Linked DNA regions of Mus musculus: region 2 is linked to region 1. Evidence: chromatin contacts called from public ChIA-PET data. All regions are on one chromosome and are shown on one strand. The core of a region is the stretch at or near the end of the contact, and the rest is flanking DNA. Distances in the headings are between cores, read along the strand shown. Region 1 has its middle 54 kb from the start of Gm33380. Region 2 overlaps F730043M19Rik (RIKEN cDNA F730043M19 gene).

Region 1 (4,293 bases), core at 846-3,345:
GCTCACCAACGACGCTGTGGGATAGGAATTCACAGGGCAAAAGGAAGAACAGAGTCACAGGCACTTAGAATTCTGTGTGCTTTTCATCCTACAAAGCGATAGCTTGGATAGTGTCTTCAAATTTTAATGGAAAGTTTAATTGACCTAAAAGTTAAATAATCAGGTAAGATTATCATTAGCATCCAAAATACTGTATAGAATCATAAGACAACTTTGCAAACAGATAACAATTAGGCATCAAATAATCACTCTGTAAAGTGAAATGAATGACGTATGTCCACATATGCCTCTTAGCATCCACATGGCAGGTCACAGTCATCTATAACTCCATTCCAGGAAATCTGACACTCTCTTCTGCCTCCGTGGACACCAAGCACACACACACACACACACACACACACACACACACACTATATATATATGTGTATATATATATATATATATATATATACACACACACACACACACACATCCAGGCAAAACAATAAATAAATACACATACAAAATAAAAATAAATAGATCATTTAAAAATAAAAGGCCAGTTAAGTCACCTAGGGACTAGTATGTTTCTGAAATTTCTACTTTGATATCTTTATTCTAATCTGACTCCACAAATGCCCATGAGTTCTTTATTTTCTTTATAGCCAATCTTCTTGTTTTCTTGGTCCAGGCCTATTATTCTTAAATACTGTTACACAGAATACTCTGTGTTCTCCTCCCAGACAGCCATATTTTTAATTTCTCTCTCTCTCTCTCTCTCTCTCTCTCTCTCTCTCTATATATATATATATATATATATATATATGAATAAAGTGGTCTGTAAGCTTCTTTCTGAATGGGCAGCTATTTATTACAGCAGGCCATACTTGGCTGAGGTTAGCAACAAACCTCAGTTGCCTTTTAACATTCAAAAGAAATGCAGGGCCTTTGAAACACTGCAGGCTTCTTTTACTTTTCTTACTAATTTGGAATTCTGGCTTCCTTCTCTTTCAGGTTTTATGATTACTTGTTATTTTTGTTTGTACTCTTTTTCACAATGTCTGAAAGGATGGGAGAGGTGGGAGGAAAGGCCAAGGTAATTGAGTCCACCTAGCTGCCTCTGCAGTTAACAGCATGCCAATTCTAAACCCTGGGCTTCATTTTAATCTATTCTTTCACACAAAACAGCATCCAGTTGATATGTGCAGAATCAGGAGCATAGTCACCACAGCTGTCCTTTCATGTTTATGAGGTCCACACTTGGGGTATGAGAATTGCATCTGTTGAACATGGCTTAGGTTTTCTTGATATTATTCCCCTTTAAAAACCCATAAAACCATTCACATAGCATTTTTCTTGTATCAGGTATTATTAATAATCTGGATGAATTAAAGTATATGAGCATATACATCTAAGTGATAGAAAAATATTACTAATACATCATTATATATAAGGTGCTTGATACTTGAGAATTTGCACATCTCTGTATGTGGTGGAGGGAAACTAATTCTCTGAGGCTACCAAAGGATGTCTGTATTATACAAATGATATGGAAATTAACAGTGACTATAATAAACTGATGAAAGCAAGTTAGGGGAAAACAGGGCTTATTTTGGATTGTAGTTCCATGAGGTTAGAGTCTATATTGATGGGGAAAGCATGGGAGCAGGGGCAAGAAGCAGAGAGGTCACATTTTATCCACACACAGAAAGAGAGATAGGATGGGAAGTCAGTGAGGCTACAAACCCTCAAAACTCACCCCCCCCCCCCAGTGATGTATTTCCCAGTGGTGTTAGGAAGTGATGAATCTCCACTTCCTGACAGTTCTGTACCCCCCAAAACCATGTCACCAGCTAAAGACCAGCTGTTCAAATGCATGAACTTAGAGGGGCATTCTCATACTATAACAGTCCTGGGTCATGCCAGCAGTGTAGGTAACATGAATAATCAGAAATGAAAGTGATCAGAGGGTGCAAAGCCAGGAGGGAGTTCAGAGTAAACCTTAAGCTTGGGATGGGCACAGCACTTACCATTTGCCTTACAACGTTATTCACTCTACCTAGAGCTGAGAACTGTTTATGCAGGAAACACACTTCCTCTGTCTGTCTGAGCACTCAGAAAGGCTGCATTGCCTCCTAAGGTAAGATGAGATGCAGCTGTTAGCTTGCCCTTTTAGCCCTGTGAAAGACAGGTGATCTACTTCCTCCAGGCACAAGCTGTGTTAGCAGCTCAGTTCTCCCCAGCAAGGGGAAATGGAACTAATTCTGCCACCCTCAAGGAATAACTAAGCACGAACCCCTGCCTGTTCTCACGGGGTTACAACCTTTCTCTTTCCAGTATGCTTCTGGCTTTCACTTTCTGCATTTCCTTTCTCTTTCTCCTGGAAACGGAACCGAGCTAAGCACACCTAACCCAACTTCACTGCACCTTCCTTCAAGAGCAGGACCTGGCTCCTTGTTCAGCAGCTGAGGGTCTGCCTGATGTATCTCACCACACTGGACTTGTTTGCTATCAGTGTCATCATGCAGAGAGCTGAGGTCACAGAATCTAAGAGAACATGGGATTTTCTGTGTCTTCCTTTTGGGGCATTCTGGAACATTTTCTAAAGCCTAAACATCCTGGTTGTTCAGTTGCCTCTCCCTTTCCAGAAGCCTAGTGCTACTTCAACTTTGACCCCAACTCTGAGATCATCCTGGCTCTGAGACCCAATCAGAATCATTATCACCCAGCTGGAGGAGGGGAAAACATCACCATTCCTTAAGGAGTTCAGATGGTCATGACTGAGAAGTAAAGTTTATTGTAGAATATACACAATCTCCTAATGAATCAATCACCTAAGTCTACAAGTGTTTGGGTTTAGGGTTCAAGGGCAACACTAAGGTCAGTTATCTTTTGGGAGTTAGCATTTTGTTGGAGAGATGGTAATGCCCACATGGCAGAGCTAGGGTCCCTCCTTATATATTTTAGGGGAAGTGAGAGGTTCTATGTCACAGGATTGGTGCTTGCAGACTACCTGTCTGATTCATGGGCAGCCGGGAGAGAGGAATCTGTCTGCTTCGGGCCTGTAAGAAGAGTCTGCTAGAAGGGTGGGGAGAGTAAGAACTTAGGAAAGCAAATCAGCAGGGAAGCTTTTAAAAAGGCATGGCCCTGGCTAACAGAATCCCTCCCCAAAATCTCCCCAAAAGATGTAAGTTATGAAGGAGGGTAGGAAGAACTGGAAGCAGGAGGGTGCTTTGCTTGAAGACCATTGGATGCAACAGAAATGTGGGATTGCAGTCAAGGTGAGGTGAGATTGCCCCATAGCCACAGTAGACTCCACTCTGCTTTCACCATTTTGTCTGCTGCATCCAAACTGGGCCTTAAACTATCTCTGTATATTTCTGTATCCAGGCCAGACAGTCTGCCCATTAGTCAGAACTGTCATATGGGTTGAAAGCCATTGTGAATCTAAATAAAGAAGTACCCTTTTCTCTTCTTTTCTTTTCTTTTCTTTTCTTTTTTTAATTAGGTATTTTACTCATTTACATTCCCAATGCTATCTCAAAAGTCCCCCATACCCTCCCCCCACTCCCCTACCCACCCACTCCCACTTTTGGCCCTGGCGTTCCCCTGTACTGGGGCATATAAAGTTTGCAAGTCCAATGGGCCTCTCTTTCCAGTGATGGCCAAGTAGGCCATCTTTTGATACATATGCAGCTAGAGTCAAGAGCTCCAGGGTACTGGTTAGTTCATATTGTTGTTCCACCTATAGGGTTGCAGATTCCTTTAGCTCCTTGGTTACTTTCTGTAGCTCCTCCATTGGGAGCCCTGTGCTCCATCCAGTAGCTGACTGTGAGCATCCACTTCTGTGTTTGCTAGACCCTGGCATAGTCTCACAAGAGACAGCTATATCAGGGTCCTTTCAGCAAAATCTTGCTAGTGTATGCAATTATGGGATGATCCCTGGATATGGCAGCACCCTTTTCTTAAGCTACTGAAACAGCGTAAGATTCAAGTCAGAGCAAGGGAGCAGAGAAGCCTGTTCTCTGTAGAAGTAAGAGACCTGCTAAGGCTGTGTGGTGTTTACTGGAGTTTGGTGCTTTTTGTATTTAATCATGCCAATTTATACCGTCCTTTGTTTTCTTCTTTTGTCCCTAATAATTCTATTGCCATTTCCTCTCAGTGCTGTCTCACCATAACCCTTCTGGATCGTTTTCTTTCTTTCTTCAAAATTAGCTTGTGTGCTGTTGAGCTGAAAACAAAAGTGAATAGAGCTTCCTGAAAGTCCCTCTTGACCCCCAGGCATCCCGCCAAGCTGAAACCATGGACAAAAAG
Region 2 (4,210 bases), core at 740-3,239, 500 kb before region 1:
AAAAGCTCACTGAACATACAACAATTAAAAAGTAGTTTTAAGCCACACAACCCAGTGCTCCCGGGGTTGCCGCATCACAGGCCCTCACAAAGCCTTTCTTCTGAACACTACACCCGTATTTTGCACCGTGTATGACGTTACTCAGTGCTGATGGTTCCTGCCGGGGAAGGCTCAGCTCAGATTTGAGCTACGACTGCTGTAGAGTGCTCCACTGTGCATGCAGTTTTCTGCTCTTGCAGACAGGCCAGGCTGGAACTGTGGAAAACAGAGTGTTTTCCTGCCGTCCTTCCTCGGCCCATGGGTATGAAGTTATTGTGTCTCTGACTGTTCGCTGTTAGAAAGTTTGATGTTAAGAATTGTTATTTGAGAGCTGGGTGTGGTGGTGCACGCCTTTAATCCCAGCACTCAGGAGGCAGAGGCAGGTGGATATCTGAATTCAAGGCCAGCCTGGTCTACAAAGTGAGTTCCAGGACAGCCAGGGCTACACAGAGAAACCCTATCTCAAAAAAAAAAAAAAAAAAAAAAAGAATTGTTATTTGAGTTTCATAGAAATCATTCAGTGGATTATGGTGTGGGAGTAGGACAGAATCTCTAATAATTCTGAAGGGGTCCCAGTCATACTCCCAACATTTTGTACTATGCATTCGTGAGAGGCAGCCTTCTTGGTATTGACAGTTATACAATCAAAATATTGACCCACTCTGAAAGATGATGGAGGTGCTGGAGATCCTACAATATCACATATCCAGCCAAGACTTGGTTCATTTATGGAAACAAGCATGGTGTCGAATTATTATGCAAACTTGCTTTAATCGTTAATAAATAGTAAAAATTACATGTATACTACAGAATTGCTTTAAAATAAATTTCTTTATGATTTATTATCTGCAAATGTTTTATTTGTACACAGATTTTATAGACCTATACACTCTCGAGCTGTGCACAACTTTCCTGGGCAAACAGGGATTGTGAGTGTAGAAACTTGAAAAACCTTGGCTCTGATTGAAGCTGTATCGGCAGAGCTCTGGTGAGGGTGGCCAGGGGATCCCAGGCAGTGCAGACAGCGTGTGCAAAGGCCCTGTGGGAAAGACAGCCCTCGCTCTTGCAGAACTGAGCTGAGAGCAAGACAGGAATGACAGTGAGAAGTATTACACACACCCAGCACCTTTGGAATTTTATTCCTAGGAAAGGGAGAAGATGGTGAAGGATACATGTAATCTGACCTAGCAGGCTGGCCTTTCTAACAAACCCTCTTGGGACCGGGAAGAGGGAATGGTGGATTCAGAATCAACTCAGGCAGTGAACTTGGAGGGTCTGGGAGAGCCGGGGATGGCTAGACCAAAGTGAGGACTGCCAGGGGAGAAGTGGCAAGAGTTATCTAGACTGCCTGTATGCTTGAGTGGGCTTGGCAGAGAGTGCAGACATGGCAGAAATTGGGGAGAGAGGATCTACCACCAGGACAAAAGGAGAGGCCATAGAAATTGGGGAGCCTCCGGACAAAAGCAGACCTCTAGGAGGGAACCTGCTTTGAGATCAGTACTCGGCCCTTGTGCTTACAGCCGCCCCTGCTTTAGCTGCTCACACAGAACAGCACCTGAGCCTTGATGTGGTGTGTGCGATCTGGAAGCCTGCTCATGGAAGGAAGGCACAGCGCCTCACAGGACTGCTTTGTGGAGCAGGAGGGAGAGCTCTAGGGTGATCTTTGGAGCTGGGGGTCATAGGCTGCTGCCTAAGTGGGAAACAGGAAATGAAATTAAAAGGAAGCCGAAGATGAAGGAAGAAGGAAGAGGAAGAGAGAGGCTCCCTGGGGTGCTCTTGCTGGGCTGCAGCCTGGGAGCACTGGGAGCACTGGGAGCATTGGGAAGGGCAGGCCTGAGTGTAGCAGAGCAGGAAGAGCTCATCTCTGAGTCTGGGGTGACCTGGCCTCTCTGCTGCCATATCGGTAACCTTTACTTCCTGGAACCACTGTGAGAATTAAGTAGTTGCATGGAAACGGAAGAAAATACGTGCAATACAAAACCACTAGAGAACATGTGTCCAGAATTGAAACCGACAAGAGCAGGAGGTAAAAAGACAGACGCAAAAGGATGGAGCAGAGAACCGGAAGTTCTGACAGGAGAGGCACAGACACAGCAGTGTGTGTGTGTGTGTGTGTGTGTGTCTGTGTGTGTGTGTGTGTCTGTGTGTGTCTGTGTGTGTGTCTGTGTGTGTGTCTGTGTGTCTGTGTGTGTCTCTGTGTGTGTCTGTGTGTGTGTGTTATGTGTGTGTCTGTCTTGAGTGTGTGCATGTGTGTATCTGTATTATATGGGTGAGTGCGTGTGTGTCTGTGTGTGTATCTCTGTGTACGTGAGTGTGAGTGTATGTGAGTGTGTGTGTCTGTCTGTCTTGTGTGTGTGTGAGTGTGTGCGTGTGTCTGTGTGCATCTCTGTGTATGTGAATGTGTGTGTGTGTGTGTGTGTGTCTGCAAGTGTGTGTGTGTCTTTGTTGGGGGGGCAGCCTCATTAATGAAGGAAAATACAGAGCAATTCACATGAAACCACCTGTGTAACACCCAGCAAAAGAGGCAAAAAAAGACAGATGAATGCATGAAATATAACTCATTAATATTAATAACTTAATAATATATTGATTGATAGCATATATTAATAACTTAAGTATTTTAAAAATTAGTTTCATCACCATTGAAGCTCTAGCTAAATAGGATCCATGTTCATCAGTTTGTAAAATCTGATGATCCCAACTGGAAGGATGGTATTGGGGAACTCAGTGCTGCTGATGGTTGGAGACCTGTGAGACCACCCCCTGGAGTACTACACAGCCCTGAACTATGAGATGGAAACTTGGGAGCGTGCTTGTCTGGGATGTTCCAAGGCTCTGGGCTCAATCTCCAGCAACCCCCAAGAAGACATAGCATCTGAAAACAAAACTAAGCTACAAACGGTGTAGCTTGCATTTCCTATCACATGTTGAGAAAAGTCCAAAGACAAGAAGGGATTGGCATGAAATCACAGTGGGGCCTCTCAGAGAGGAGAGGGTGGGAGCCCACAGGGGCGCTCCCCCAACAGGCCATTCTCCAGGACTTGGGATGCTCTGACTTGACCCTGGAGGTAACTGCACTGTTTGCCCTGTGATTGTTCCTTATACCATGCATTTGTTTTGAACACTTTAATCCAGGAGTATTTTATTCCACAATTTAAGCAGGTTTAAAAAGGAGATAGCTAACACTTGTAAAACGCTTGGCACGGTGCCTAGCCCATATTAAGAACTCAACAGATGGCAATTTTATTTACTGTTCTAACTCGGTTGTTAGAGCCGCCTTGTCTCCTAAGCAACCTTCCCGCATCTCCTGGGTGAATGTTGTCTCCATGAAGCCTGGCTTGGAGGCTTAGAATCCGGACTCTTGTTTCCCAGGGCGACCCCCTGTGAGACCTGCTGGGCTTTCCCAGTGGAAGGTGTGGTGTATAAAACGGGCTCACACCCTCCTCATGTGCTGCCAGAGTTTGGCAGTGTGCAAAAATAAAATAAAATAATGCAATTCCCAAAAACTAGTCTGCTAAAACGAACACTGTGCATCCTGGGGACCAAGCTAGAGTCCTGCCTGCTGGCATTTGGAGGTCAAGATTGAACCCAGTGGCAAGCTAAGTGGCAAGCGCTAAAGAAAAGGGAGCAGGGAGTTGGCTGGGCAGGGAGGCACACATTTGTAATCCCAGCGCTCTGGAAGTGGAGGCAGGAGGATCAGAAATGTAAGGTGGTCCTCAGCCCCCCTCACTTGGTAGCTAGCTTGGGATACATGAGACCCTGCCTCAAACAAAACAGAGCAAAGCACAAGCAACAAACAGAAAAGAAGAAACAATGGGGAGAGGGAGGGAGGGAGGGAGGGAGGGAGGGAGGGAGGGAGGGAGGGAGGGAGGGAGGGGTGAAATGGTACCTGTGAATCTGAAAGATACCTCTGAGTACCAAGTAAGGCAATGGGCCAGAAGAACCCTGGGGTAGCTGCTATGATATATATATATATATATATATATATATATATATATATATATATATATATATATATATATATATATATATATGTCTTCAGTTCCACGGACAGGCAAGCAATCACTATCTTAAGGGTTTCTAGCAATGTCTCTCTTCCTTCCAAACCTAACACTGCAATCCTACACCGCAACCACTAAACAGCCTGTATCATACTATCTGATTAGTGCTG

What was found. ChIA-PET counts read pairs in DNA pulled down with a chosen protein or histone mark.
Region 2: an RNA polymerase II ChIA-PET map of memory CD8 T cells shows a contact between it and region 1, with 5 read pairs. The contact joins two enhancer-like sites. A contact is called at or near these places in 3 of 39 promoter capture datasets (hippocampal neurons and liver), 1 of 115 datasets of contacts at active chromatin or transcription factors (memory CD8 T cells) and 1 of 9 other capture datasets (liver).

Annotation. Positions count from the first base shown.
Region 1 is chr12:32,633,178-32,637,470 of GRCm38.p6, reverse strand. No RefSeq gene overlaps it. Among named protein-coding and RNA genes, the nearest start is that of Gm33380, 54 kb to the right of the region's middle. Within about 2 kb of position 2,095, at least 43 of the 459 cell types and tissues checked have an H3K27ac peak or open chromatin away from gene starts, as enhancers often do. A contact at or near this core is called in memory CD8 T cells, where this site is marked.
Region 2 is chr12:33,129,725-33,133,934 of GRCm38.p6, reverse strand. The region is part of intron 4 of F730043M19Rik (RIKEN cDNA F730043M19 gene); the gene reads left to right. Among named protein-coding and RNA genes, the nearest start is that of Atxn7l1, 15 kb to the left of the region's middle. Within about 2 kb of position 1,989, at least 79 of the 459 cell types and tissues checked have an H3K27ac peak or open chromatin away from gene starts, as enhancers often do. A contact at or near this core is called in memory CD8 T cells, where this site is marked.